4 separate regions of the Mus musculus genome follow, and regions 1, 2 and 4 are each linked to region 3. Evidence: chromatin contacts called from public Hi-C data. All regions are on one chromosome and are shown on one strand. Each heading gives the region's core, a stretch centred on a gene start, on an enhancer-like site or on the middle of the called end of the contact. The rest is flanking DNA. Distances are from core to core; before and after follow the strand shown. Region 1 overlaps Kcnj6 (potassium inwardly-rectifying channel, subfamily J, member 6). Region 2 has its middle 120 kb from the start of Gm31407. Region 3 holds the start of Kcnj6 (potassium inwardly-rectifying channel, subfamily J, member 6). Region 4 has its middle 66 kb from the start of Gm31407.

The links. A called contact is a pair of places that touch in the nucleus more often than the background predicts.
Region 1: a contact with region 3 is called in a Hi-C map of the N1E-115 cell line, with 5 times the contacts expected there. The contact joins the enhancer-like site here to the promoter of Kcnj6 in region 3. A contact is called at or near these places in 1 of 39 promoter capture datasets (hippocampal neurons), 7 of 484 Hi-C or Micro-C datasets (the N1E-115 cell line, cerebellar granule neurons, cerebral cortex and 3 more), 1 of 115 datasets of contacts at active chromatin or transcription factors (forebrain) and 2 of 9 other capture datasets (embryonic stem cells and pancreatic islet).
Region 2: a contact with region 3 is called in a Hi-C map of cerebellum, with 2.8 times the contacts expected there. The contact joins the enhancer-like site here to the promoter of Kcnj6 in region 3. A contact is called at or near these places in 1 of 39 promoter capture datasets (hippocampal neurons), 3 of 484 Hi-C or Micro-C datasets (the N1E-115 cell line, cerebellar granule neurons and cerebellum) and 1 of 115 datasets of contacts at active chromatin or transcription factors (forebrain).
Region 4: a contact with region 3 is called in a Hi-C map of cerebellar granule neurons, with 2.3 times the contacts expected there. The contact joins the enhancer-like site here to the promoter of Kcnj6 in region 3. A contact is called at or near these places in 5 of 484 Hi-C or Micro-C datasets (adipose-derived mesenchymal stem cells, cerebellar granule neurons, cerebellum and 1 more), 1 of 115 datasets of contacts at active chromatin or transcription factors (embryonic forebrain) and 2 of 9 other capture datasets (adipose tissue and liver).

Annotation. Positions count from the first base shown.
Region 1 is chr16:94,907,113-94,909,898 of GRCm38.p6, reverse strand. All of the region lies in intron 2 of Kcnj6 (potassium inwardly-rectifying channel, subfamily J, member 6), which reads left to right. Among named protein-coding and RNA genes, the nearest start is that of Kcnj6, 89 kb to the left of the region's middle. Within about 2 kb of position 1,463, at least 2 of the 459 cell types and tissues checked have an H3K27ac peak or open chromatin away from gene starts, as enhancers often do. A contact at or near this core is called in the N1E-115 cell line, where this site is marked.
Region 2 is chr16:95,116,119-95,119,117 of GRCm38.p6, reverse strand. No RefSeq gene overlaps it. Among named protein-coding and RNA genes, the nearest start is that of Gm31407, 120 kb to the right of the region's middle. Within about 2 kb of position 1,472, at least 21 of the 459 cell types and tissues checked have an H3K27ac peak or open chromatin away from gene starts, as enhancers often do. A contact at or near this core is called in cerebellum and hippocampal neurons, where this site is marked.
Region 3 is chr16:94,996,322-94,999,152 of GRCm38.p6, reverse strand. Kcnj6 (potassium inwardly-rectifying channel, subfamily J, member 6) reads left to right here and starts at 1,457. Exons shown (of 4, transcript NM_010606.2): 1 at 1,457-1,966. Gm31407 (a long non-coding RNA gene) reads right to left here and starts at 925. Exons shown (of 2, transcript XR_385080.4): 1 at 429-925.
Region 4 is chr16:95,062,958-95,065,657 of GRCm38.p6, reverse strand. No RefSeq gene overlaps it. Among named protein-coding and RNA genes, the nearest start is that of Gm31407, 66 kb to the right of the region's middle. Within about 2 kb of position 1,362, at least 2 of the 459 cell types and tissues checked have an H3K27ac peak or open chromatin away from gene starts, as enhancers often do. A contact at or near this core is called in cerebellar granule neurons and cerebellum, where this site is marked.

The sequences.
Region 1 (2,786 bases), core at 214-2,713, 89 kb after region 3:
TTACCACTGCCAAGATAATGAAACAACATGATCCATTAGAATTTTATAGGGATGCAAACATCTGTCAGTCACCCCTGCTAAGAAAACTGGAGTAGTTGCACTTGGGCTAAAACTTTAGCAAGTCCTGTTTCATTGACAACAGATACTGTGGGGGTCATTGAGGTGGATTGGTGGGTAGAGGCACTTGCCACACAAGCCTGAACACCTTTTGCAAACCCTGGAACCCAGGAAAAATGAAAGAAGAGAACTGACTGCACGAAGTTGTTCTCTAATGGCCACACGTGTAAGTGCAAGCTCTCAATGGTAAATTTAAACAAAGCAGAAAAAAGATTATGTATCTTCTCCATGTCCCTCAAGGGAAAAAGTTAAACCTCACATATCCACAATGTTATCTTTGTTCCATGGTACATAAGAAATGTTTCTGTTTGTAACTACAGATCAAGCCGGTGATAGAATGTTTCTGTTTGTAACTTTACACCAAGCTGGTGGTCCATTATAGGTCAGTGAGGAGTGGGTAACTTCATTTCCCGTCTGAGTGTGCAGGATGAGTGGATCTGGTAATTGTCAAACAAAGCTACAGGTTTGAGATGTTTGAGAGCCGTCTAAATAACGGGTCTCATAGACAGACAGCCATAGAACAGTGTCTGGAAACCCTAAGGACCTGAGGCAGAGCTCTGGTGTGACCATTTACTAGGTGACACTGGACATAGGAATAACTAAACCTTACTTCCGTGCCAGCCACCCATTTCTCGGGAACATGGTTGAAAAGGTAACATGTCACACAGGGCTATTGAAGTAATTATCACATGTCACCATGGGCTTCTGACAAGGACCTTCCTTTATCTGTTGGCTTCACTAACTCAGAGCTGAAACACAACACTTAACTCCAGGTTTCCTACTCTCTCCCTTCTCCAGACACCCCACATCCCTCCCTCTCTCTGGATTGCACCTTGTACAGACAGAGTAAGATTTCTGGGATTTTGTTTTGTTGGTGCTAGGGACTGAAAGCTGTATGAACATTAAGCATGCACCTTTTACCACTAAGCTACCTCCCTCGCTCGACATTTCTATTATTACCACACTATTCCTGCAGTTCCTTCCATCAGGAACACACCACAGGCCACATCAAAGCCTATGAGCTATTTGCTCAGCAAGCATGCCTGGACCTCTGTGTGCTGAAAGTCAGGCCAAGAACTAAATGTATTTCCTGTGTGAGAAAACACCACCACACGGGCAACTCAGCACTGCAGAAATCCATCACTCACCATTCTTGAGGCCGAAATTCCATGAGCAAGGGATCAGTAGGTGTGAGTTCCCCAAAGGCTCCAGAACAGGATAGCATCCTGCCTGGACTCTTCCAGATTGTAGAATCAAGTGGCCTGTGGCATGGTATGACCAGTAGGCCTCTGGCTGGCCTCTGTCACTGCACACCTTCCTCCTGTGTGTCTCCACAGCTTCTTGCCTTTGCCTGTGCCTCTGGGTCCACAGTTGCTTCAGTGCTGGAGCCCAGTTCAGTCCAGCACAGCACAGTCTGTTGTAGTTTACCTCCCACGGCTGTGATAAAACACTGGCCAAAAGCAGTCTATGGGGGAAAAGATGCATTTGATTTATGCTTCCAGGTCACAGTCCATCTCTGAGGACAGGTAAGGCAGGGACTTGAGGCAGGAGCTTGAAGCAGAAACGTGAAGAAGTATTAATTACTGGCTTGCTTCCCAGCACATGTTCAGGTGCCTTCCTTTTCCAACCCAGGCCCATCTGCCTAGGAATAGTACCACCCACAGTGGGCTGAGCCCTCCTCCATCAATTAGCAATCAAGAAAATGCCCCACAGACCAATCTGATGGAGACAAATCCTTGACTGAAACTCCTTCTTCCCATGTGTTGTCAAGTGAACATCCATAATCGACCATGACAGGCTTATTTAAGCCTGATCACTCCTGTGAAGATGTAATTTCCAAACAAAATCATATTTACAGATCCTGGGAGTAAAGGATTTGAGCCTAACTTTTTTTAGGAGACACAATCCAACTAGCAGTGGAGGTGCAGCATTGATGATGAACCTTGAGGAGCCAATGGTCCTAGAAGTTGGCTCAGAGAGAGTGAGATCAAATCTAGGGTGTGGGTGGTGGCAAGGCATGTTTGCCCAGGTGCTCAGAAAGTAAGAGCTTGTCACCAGACATCAAGAGGGGAAGGTGACAGTCCCAAGACACCTGTATTCCATCATCTTTTCTGCCATCTTGCTCTAGTGTCATTTCTCAGGCATGATTTTTTTTTCTCCCATATACATGTTTTCTGGAGCTGGGCACATAATTTGGTGGACCAAGAGCACTTCCCTTACAAACATAAGGGCCCAATCTCAAATTTCAAACACCCATACAGAAGCCTAGAATGTGGTGTGTGTTTATGACCCCAGCACTTGGGGTAGAATCAGGAGACAGTGTCAGAGAGGCTGAGACAGGAGGGTCCCTGGGGCTCCCTCGCCAGCCAGCCTAGCCAAATAATGATGAGCACCAAGTTCTGTGAGAGACTCTGACCCAAGGTTCAGGACACCCAATACCCTGCTCTGTGTTCCACCCCACACGTCTGTTGTGCATTCACACACATAAATAATAAAAGGGACAGATGTTGACATACCATCGAATCTGAACCTTTGATGTGTAGATTTCAGCAGCTTCCAGCATCTTCGTACAACTCTCATTGACTTTTTCTATTCTAGAACATCCCAATCGCCCCCAAGACAAACGTGTGTCCATTAACAGTCAGGTTGCACCCTCCCTTCTAACAGTG
Region 2 (2,999 bases), core at 223-2,722, 120 kb before region 3:
TTTGCACATTGCTCATGTGCATTGCTGCATCTGTTCCATGTACATGTGTGTATGTGTGGTATATATTGGGTGTGTATGCACCTCTACATTCATCTCTAAAGTGTGGAGGTTGGTGTGATGATATTGTGGCCCAGAGCCTAGGGAAACCCCCTACTTCCATAGGAAGGATAGCAAGTCCTCTTATGTGACTCTCTCTTGGAGTCCCAAATTGACCTGGAACATTCTTAGACATGACCACAGCCTCACTCATTCACCGGAGAAGAAAACAGCCCTTCTACTTCTTGCAACTTTGCTATTTAACATTAAAAGGCTCAGTTTGCAAAGTTTAACTTAGGAAGAAAAGGGAAAGGTGTATTTATGCCCCAAAACTATGTCTTCCTACAGTGCTGCTTCTTGTACATGCCACAAACAAGATTTTACTTCTTTTTTTCTTTTTTTAAAAAAGATTTATTTATTTATTATATGTAAGTACACTGTAGCTGTCTTCAGACACACCAGAAGAGGGCATCCGATCTCATTATGGAGATGGTTGTGAGCTACCATGTGGTTGCTGGGATTTGAACCCAGGACCTTTGGAAGAGCAGTCAGTGCTCTTAACCACTGAGCCATCTCTCTAGCTCTAGGATTTTATTTCTTTAAAAATTTTCTTTAATGATTGTGATGCTAAGGACCAAAGTTGGGGCCTTTCTCATGCTAGGCAAGTGTCTACGACTGAACTGCATCTCTAGCCCGTGGGTTGTCTGTGACAGTGTCTTCTTGCTATGTAGCCCAGGCTGGCTTTCTTGCTATGTAGCCCAGGCTGGCTCTTCCTGCATCTGCCCCTGGAGTGCTGGCATCACAGACAGACATTGTCTCACCTGCCTCAGCAAAGTGCTTACTCCATAAAATTTAGAAAGTCAAGTAAGTATGTTAGTAGCATACACCCAATGCCAGCACCCACAATACGTCCTTTTCAGGGGATCTGGCATGTCATTACTGCCCTGGCATATCAGAGCTAACTATGGAGCATACATGACTGGAACAGACAGCCCAGGCTCCAACCTCAAATGCCTTTCCAGTATGTTTATTTCAGTGCCATTATGAACAGAGGCAGTAACTACAAACAAAAAGACACAGTGGTACCCAGTCAGAATCAACCCTACCCAAATGATCTTATGAGATGCACTGATGTGGTTTGAAACACCAAAGTTAGATATCAGAGCTGGTGTCCTCTCTGCAGAGAATATCAACCCCAAGCTTCCCACTCCGAGATAATCCGACTCCTCTACACTCACTGCCAGCCAGAGCCCTGAAGTCACCCCTCCGAATCAGTTTGTCAGATGTCTGGAGCTGCGATGAATCTGCGTGGATCCTTTAGCAGCAGCCTGCTGCCCCGTTTGTCTTCATCACAGCTGCTACAAGCAATGACTGCCGTGTGTGGCTGTCAGCAGCTAATGCCTAAGGGAAACATGGCATTGGGAACAAGTGGTTGCCTGATTGCTAAGCAAACAGTCTGGGTGATATTTTTGGACAGAGGAGTCATTGTTCAACTAGGACGCTCCCAATAGGGTTCCTGCTAAAGGCTTCACTTACTGTGCCACTATGTCAGTCCCACGGGATGTTAGGGTGTAACTCTCAGTGGCCTCTGACACTGTGGTCATAATTTATCTGGAAAACTGTAGTGACTTCCTCACCATCGACAGCATCACTGCATCGGGTGGTTTGGCTGAGTATGAGGCACTGAGGCATACTTTTCTCCTCTTCCTTCTGTGGGATAAACATTGCGTTCTAGGGAGATGGCCTGGAGGGAACCGGGGAGGACAGGTGGCTTTCTTCTGCCTGCACACATACATCCAATGATGCCCAGAGAATCAAAGACCACTCTTGAGTTAGAATCCTGAATCTACCTTTTAGAAGATTCAGATCTAAGACCACGGGTGAGGTCTTGAATCCCTGTGCCTCAGCTTTCCTGCCTTTAAAACAGGATGAGGGCAACAACTCTAGTTCACAAAGATAAAGCGAGACTGAAATGTGCATTCTCCCGCCACCATGCTTGGCACAGTATAAGTAACCAAGCAAGGTTAACAGTTAATACAATAAATAACAGAGACAGGCAGTCCACACTAGAATATTCCATAGGTCTTGTCTTCTTCTAGAATTGTCATAAGTCTTTTGACCAAAAAAATATTGATGAGGTAGTTTCCAATGTGTGAAGATAATCTGTCTGCAAAACAAGAACTTTCTGCACATCTTTCTTCAATATGTTTGAAGTTTTCTGCTGCAAATATAGTCACTGAGTGGGGTTTACAGATATCATAGACTAGAGCTTGCGATGGCTGGCTTCTGACCCTCACTCCTGTCCCAGGCCCTGTGACTTCTTGACCCACAGTTACTAGACTTGATAACTCTAAATTTCTCTACTGCTACAAGCGGGTGTGGTACACTACATAATCTCAGACATTGTCTCCAAAATAAAATCTCTATTTAATTAGTTAAAACCCTGTGCCTCAGAGAACTCACCTGCCATGCTTCCTTTGCTCTTCTCAATCCTTGGGAGACACGGGACACTCCGCAGTTGTCTGTCGAGTCAACAAGGAGGCAAATAGATGAAATCCTCCCAGGAAAGCAAACTCTGATTGATCATTTTCCTCATGAAGTTACTCTGGTCAGATACTTCACCAGAAGTCAATAATCTTGCCTGCTCTGCCGGTGTTGTCCATAAATCAAGTCTGTATATCAATAACAAGAATGCTTCCTTGAGCTACAGCAGATACAATAAAATCAACTTCAGGGGTATTTTGTAGCTCATGTAAGTTCTAAACAAAGTTAACTATTTTAGTGTCCCTAAATTTAAAAAAAAAAAAAAACCAGCTGAGAGGCACTAGTTAAGCAGTGCTTTTAGTAAGCTGATGTGTATGTTCATTTCTTTATTGTAATTTCTACCAAAATGGCTACTTAGCTTTCATTACTGAGGCCCAAAATACTTGTAAGAGAAACTTAAGAGAACAAGGACTTATTTT
Region 3 (2,831 bases), core at 208-2,707:
TAGTAATGCCTCTGAATGCCACACAAAAGCTGAGGCACGAGCAACTGAGATCACAGTCCCTCGGGGAAAATCATCAACAAATACAAACTCGTAGCCTGTGTGGGTAAGGAGGGCCCAGCTGTTGATGCAAACTGAGGTAAACACCTTTCTGTAGCAAAGTTGGCTCAGAAAGCAGACAGTCTTCCTGAGAGACATTAAAAGATACAAATAGGGGCTGAGATGACTTAGAGCTTAAGGGCCTGCATTGCTCTTACAGAGGACCCAGATTCTACTCCAGCACCCACACTACCCAGCTTATAATTCCCTGTAACTCATGCTTTGGGTAATATGATGCTTTCTTCTATACTCTGTGGGTACACACACACACACACACACACACACACACACACACACAACACACGCATGCATGAACATGCATGCACACCTACTTTTAGAGCGCGAGTTTAGAATAAAATATCATTCACTGCTAAGAGCAGATCTCGATGAATCCCTTCATCAGAAAGGGTCACCTTCTTGAGCTGTGAAGTAAACAGAATACCCCGTGGTTAATAGGGCCATTATAGAATTATCAGCCAGTGGTGTCAATTACTTTTACAGACCCTTGCGAAACTATTTCTCCTTGGGTTAAAAATGCATAAACAGGTCTGTACTTGGGTGGAAGCTAGATGCGAGAAGGCTTTGGAAATGAGCTACTGCTTGCAAAATGACCGTAAAAGAAAGTCAGGTTGTACTGTGGGATGCCCCCTGAAAGAACCATGCAAAAGCAGGTTAAATCCAAACTAGGTGGCTGTCCGAGGGGTGTGTGTGTTTACAGGCAGTTGAGATTATACTCAGAAAGCTCAGAAAGCTTAACCAAAGTAGGGGTGGGGGCAGCAGCTGGCACTACGTCCCTGGAGTGGTGGATAGGATAGAGAAAGCACAGCACAGACTTGCTCTTAGATCTGTGTGAGCAAAGTCTTGGGCTGCAGGCCCCCCCCCTCACCCCCACCCTCAGGCCCCTCTTGCTGGCTAAGGCCTCTCTGGGCTGTGCTGGCCACGTGTGATCTATTTCAGCCCAATGGATGGCAGTGAAGAAACCCCACTTTTCAATTTTCGTCAAAGCTAAAAGAGAAGCTATAACAAGTAGGCATAAACTGATCCTCAAGTTTAGGACTTAAGTGACATGAGGGAATGGAAGGTTCCTGTGCATCTAAGACCCAAAGACTCCTCACGCCCAGCACTAGAAACCCCTATTTCTCGGTGGCGCTCCCCTGTTTTAGCGCCTGAGTCCACTGCAGGTTAAAAAGAACAAGAGGCTGGGCGAAGGGTGGGCAGCTAGGGTCCGGCTCCATCTCTTCCGCCTCGCCGCGAAGCTGATCACTGTGTCGCCTCGGTTCTCCAGCGCGCGGCGCTGCGCCCGCTTTTATCCAGAGACGCGTCGCTTCGTGCGCTGACAGCGCGGCTCAGCCCGTGGGGCTGGAACCGAGTAGCATTCGTTGAATCTGCGGCTTTCATGACGTCTCCCTGCAAGGTCTATCACTTTGCTCCTAAACGAGGATTTATTCCCTCTGCCACTCAAGGCTGTCCCCCAGTTTCCTCGCAACCGGGCTTCCTCCTCAGTCCCTGCCCACACGCGCACTCCTCTGCCCCGCGGTGGCCCCAGCGCCCAGCCCTCCAGCCAGAGGGAGCCAGTCACCAGACGGCAGCACCTGGCTGGAGAGGTTGGGCGGGCCGAGGGTGGGGATCCGCGGGAACCGGCGAGTCGGAGCTGGAGCAGGAGCTGGACCCAACCGCTAGCAGCAGAATGGAGTCTCCTGAAAGCCTGCCGGGGCTGATGTGAAATTGGACCATCTGCTTCCAGTTGGTCTGTTTCCTCCTTTTCTTGTATTTTCTTCCCTCGCCATTCACCGTGGAGTGAATTATTGAATCTTGCTCCGTTCCGAGAGAGGCGATCAGGATGGAGTGAACCTACCCTGTCCACTACAAGGTAAGCAGTGCGTTTGAGTTGCTGAAAGCGAGGAGCTGGCATGGATCCCAGACAGATGTTCCGTGTCCTAGGATCCTCGAGCCTTCGGGTCCTGGCTGCCAGGTCCCCAGCCCCACTGTGGCTGCTTGCATTCCCTACTCAGCGGAGACATGATGCTGAAGTCCACCAGAGGCAGGAAAAGCTGCCTTTGGTTACATAACCAAAAGGAAATGTGTCTCATAGGGTTTTCATTAGCTGCTTAAAAACTCGCCTGGGTGGGTGGCGGGAGGAGGGGTCTGCCTGCCCTGGGCGCTAGAGAATGGGTCAGTTACTGTGGACCTTGCTCCAGCACCTCTAGTGAAGATCAAACATACAGATGATCCCGCAGGCAGGGGCGGCTGGTGGGGTAGGCAGGGAGAGTTAGGAAAAGCCCATTGTCTTGGTGGAAAGCGGTAGCCTTGTTCTGTTTGGGCATAAAGAGGAGAGGATGCGAAGGAGGAAAAGTGAGCAGAAGGGCGAAATGAACCTGAGACAGGGGAGGACTTCTCATAGTCTTCATCAGTAAACCCGAGATGTGCCGTGCTGATGAAAGACAAGGACTAAGTAAACTAACTGAAAGCAGGGAACACCAGGGTCACACGAAGTGTTTATGGCATTTAGGGGCTAGATGAATCTGCTAACTTAGCTTCTCTCTGGATATGTGTTCATTTGTATCAAGACGTTAAGCTTGGGTTAGTTTTTTAACTGAAATGGTATTCTTATTCCCCACGCCTAATAAGCCCTGGGTGGATCCACAGGTATATATACAGGGTTCAATATGGAGAGAATATTAGAGGGGGAACAGATCTACATAGAAAAGGTCACAGAAACAACCTGAGCTTATTGA
Region 4 (2,700 bases), core at 113-2,612, 67 kb before region 3:
TTGAACTCACACAAGTTCTCTAAGCAAGCAGCTGAGAGCGTGACTCCTTGGCCATAAAGGAGCATCCTTGGGAAGGAAGCACCGAGTTCTCCAGAAGAGTTAAAGGTGACCCATCGTTGATTGCTGAGTTGACCATTTAAGCTGAAACTACCTGAGGAAGTATAACTGATGTAAGGGCCATTTGGTCCATCTTCTACATGTGATACACTCTGAAGATTCTTCTAGAAGGGACATCCCTCGGTTACCAAGCAAGAAAATAGATTTTTATCATCAGATCTCATCACTAGAGTTGTAGTAACCTGTATAAAAGAAATTCACTTGGGTAGCTATTATCATCTACTGCACGTTATGCCCCCAGTGTGTCTAATGATGCCCCCAATATGTCTAAATTCTGAATGTCATTCACAGATTTCCTGCATTTATTTTGTTAAAAATGTGTAAGAAACTTGTGATGTTCCCTTCTTCAGGCCTCAACACTTGTGAAGATTCCAGTACACATGTAAATATGCTACAACCTCTGAGCTATACTCTTACTACACAGCTGTATATGAACTTGGCTCCTAGGTCTAGATGCGCTCACAGCACACATAAAAGTAAAAGATGCCACACAGGATACCCCAGCTCATCACCTTCCATCCCAGGGACCACTGGTAGTGACTTCAGCAGCATTTGTATACCCATTAAAAGGTCAGTTTATTTCAGTAACTGAATCGTCAAAGACTCAGCACTAAGCTCACCCCTACTCCATCCACCACAGTGAGACCACCCCCACTCCACCCACCAAATGAACCCACACTCACTACAATGAGAACCTTCACTGGGAGGAAGCCTACACCTGAACTTTCTATGAACGAGGGCTGAGATCTGCTTTAGATAAACTTTCAAGGTTAAAGGCTGGAAGATAGTCCCTGCAGTGTCTCTCCATCTCTCCCGTTCTTCCTCCTGATTATCTTTCCCAGTTCTTTCCAGACAGACACCATCCTTCAGGCTAGTTCCTCTATAAGTCCATGGCTCCATGCCCACTCCACAGGCTTTCTTTCTGCAGGCAGTGGCTTGTAGGAGTTACGTCTCCAACCTGAACAGGTTCCAGCCTCCTGGCCCAACCATCTGTCCCTTCTGTCAAGGTGGTGGAAGTCGCCGGGACGTCTTGGCTTGCCAGACCCCCCTTGAGATGCATATGCTTTGCCTATACTAACATAATATATAATGTGTGATCATCAAGCTGGGTAATTTAGAAATGATTTTAAGGAAAGGAAACTCATTTTGGTTTTAGGGCTTTTCATTGGAACCATCTTAAAAGCAGTAGCAAAAGAAATCACTGCTCTTCTTTCAGGACAGAAAAAAACTGAGAGCCTCAGTGTGGCCAGGCTGCAGGAGCCAGACCAAGGTTGCATGGGCTGGGTTTCTGTAACCGTGATGAAGCCCCATGACCGAAAACAACTTAGCGAGGAAATTGTTTATTTAGCTTACACTTCAATATCACTGTTGATCATCAAAGGAAGTCAGGACAGGAACTTAAACAGGACAGGAATCTGGAGTCAGGTGATGATTCAGAGGCCATGGAGGGTGCTGCTTACTGGCTTGCTCCCCATGGCTTGCTCATCTTGGCTTGCTCAGCCTGCTTTCTTATAGAACCCAAGACCACCAGCCCAGGGATGGCATCACCCACAAGTGGCTGGGCGCTCCCCCAATGATCACTAATTAGGAAAATGCCTATAACCCTATCTACTCTAGACCTTTTCTCAATTGAGGATTCCTCCTCTCAGATGACTTTAGCTTGTATGAAGTAGAGGAAGACCATCCAGCACATGGGAGAGGGAAGAAGAGTGTTGTGGACCAGCTCCACCTCTGGTCTACAGTGAAGGCAGCACTCCGACCCGGTGAGGTTCATGCTGCTCTTCCACACATGGGACTCAGACCTCTGCGTCCCTCTTCTGATGGGTGCAGGGTTAAAGCCTGAAGCCTTTGTCGCCATCTGATGTCATCTCTGTTGTGCTTTAAGAGCTTCTACCCTGCCCATGGTGTTATTAGACATTTCTCTCTTTGCTCAATTGGAAAGCATGTTGAATGGATAGGAAGCGCTATGCTCTGCTTCAAGAAGCATCAGTTGTTTGGAAAGGATACTTACAGTCATGACAAAAAACATATGGAGGGCTTTGCTCATCCCAAGAAAACTGGAGAATAGAATGAGTTTAATAAATATCTATTTCCATCCCAGACTCCATCATGAATTTTATCTAAACTGGAGTTGGCAAGCATTTCATGTAAAGGATGAGACAGTAACTCTTTTAGGACTTTTGGACCATGCATTTGCTATAACAGTAACTCAACTCTTTTCTGCAGCAGGAAGGGAGCCAGAGAAGGCCCACTAAACAAAGATTTAGCATCCAGAGCAGGGGGGAGCAAGACACACTCATGTGGGGCTGAACTAGAGCCAAAGCCAGATAGCTTAATAGAGAATAAGACTTCCCACCAGAGAGTAAGTGGGGAACACTCAAGAAACATCTGCTCTTCTTAGCGGAATACTTTAATTAATTGACTTTCACAGGATAAGAAAGAATTTGTCCTTGATAGGTTGTGTGAGAAATGCAGCTTGTACATATTGCCTATATTTAATAATGAGGACAAAACTTCAGACATGCTAAGTACCAGAGGGATTCTCAAGAACACACAATGTGAACAGCATCAGGTGATAGTGAA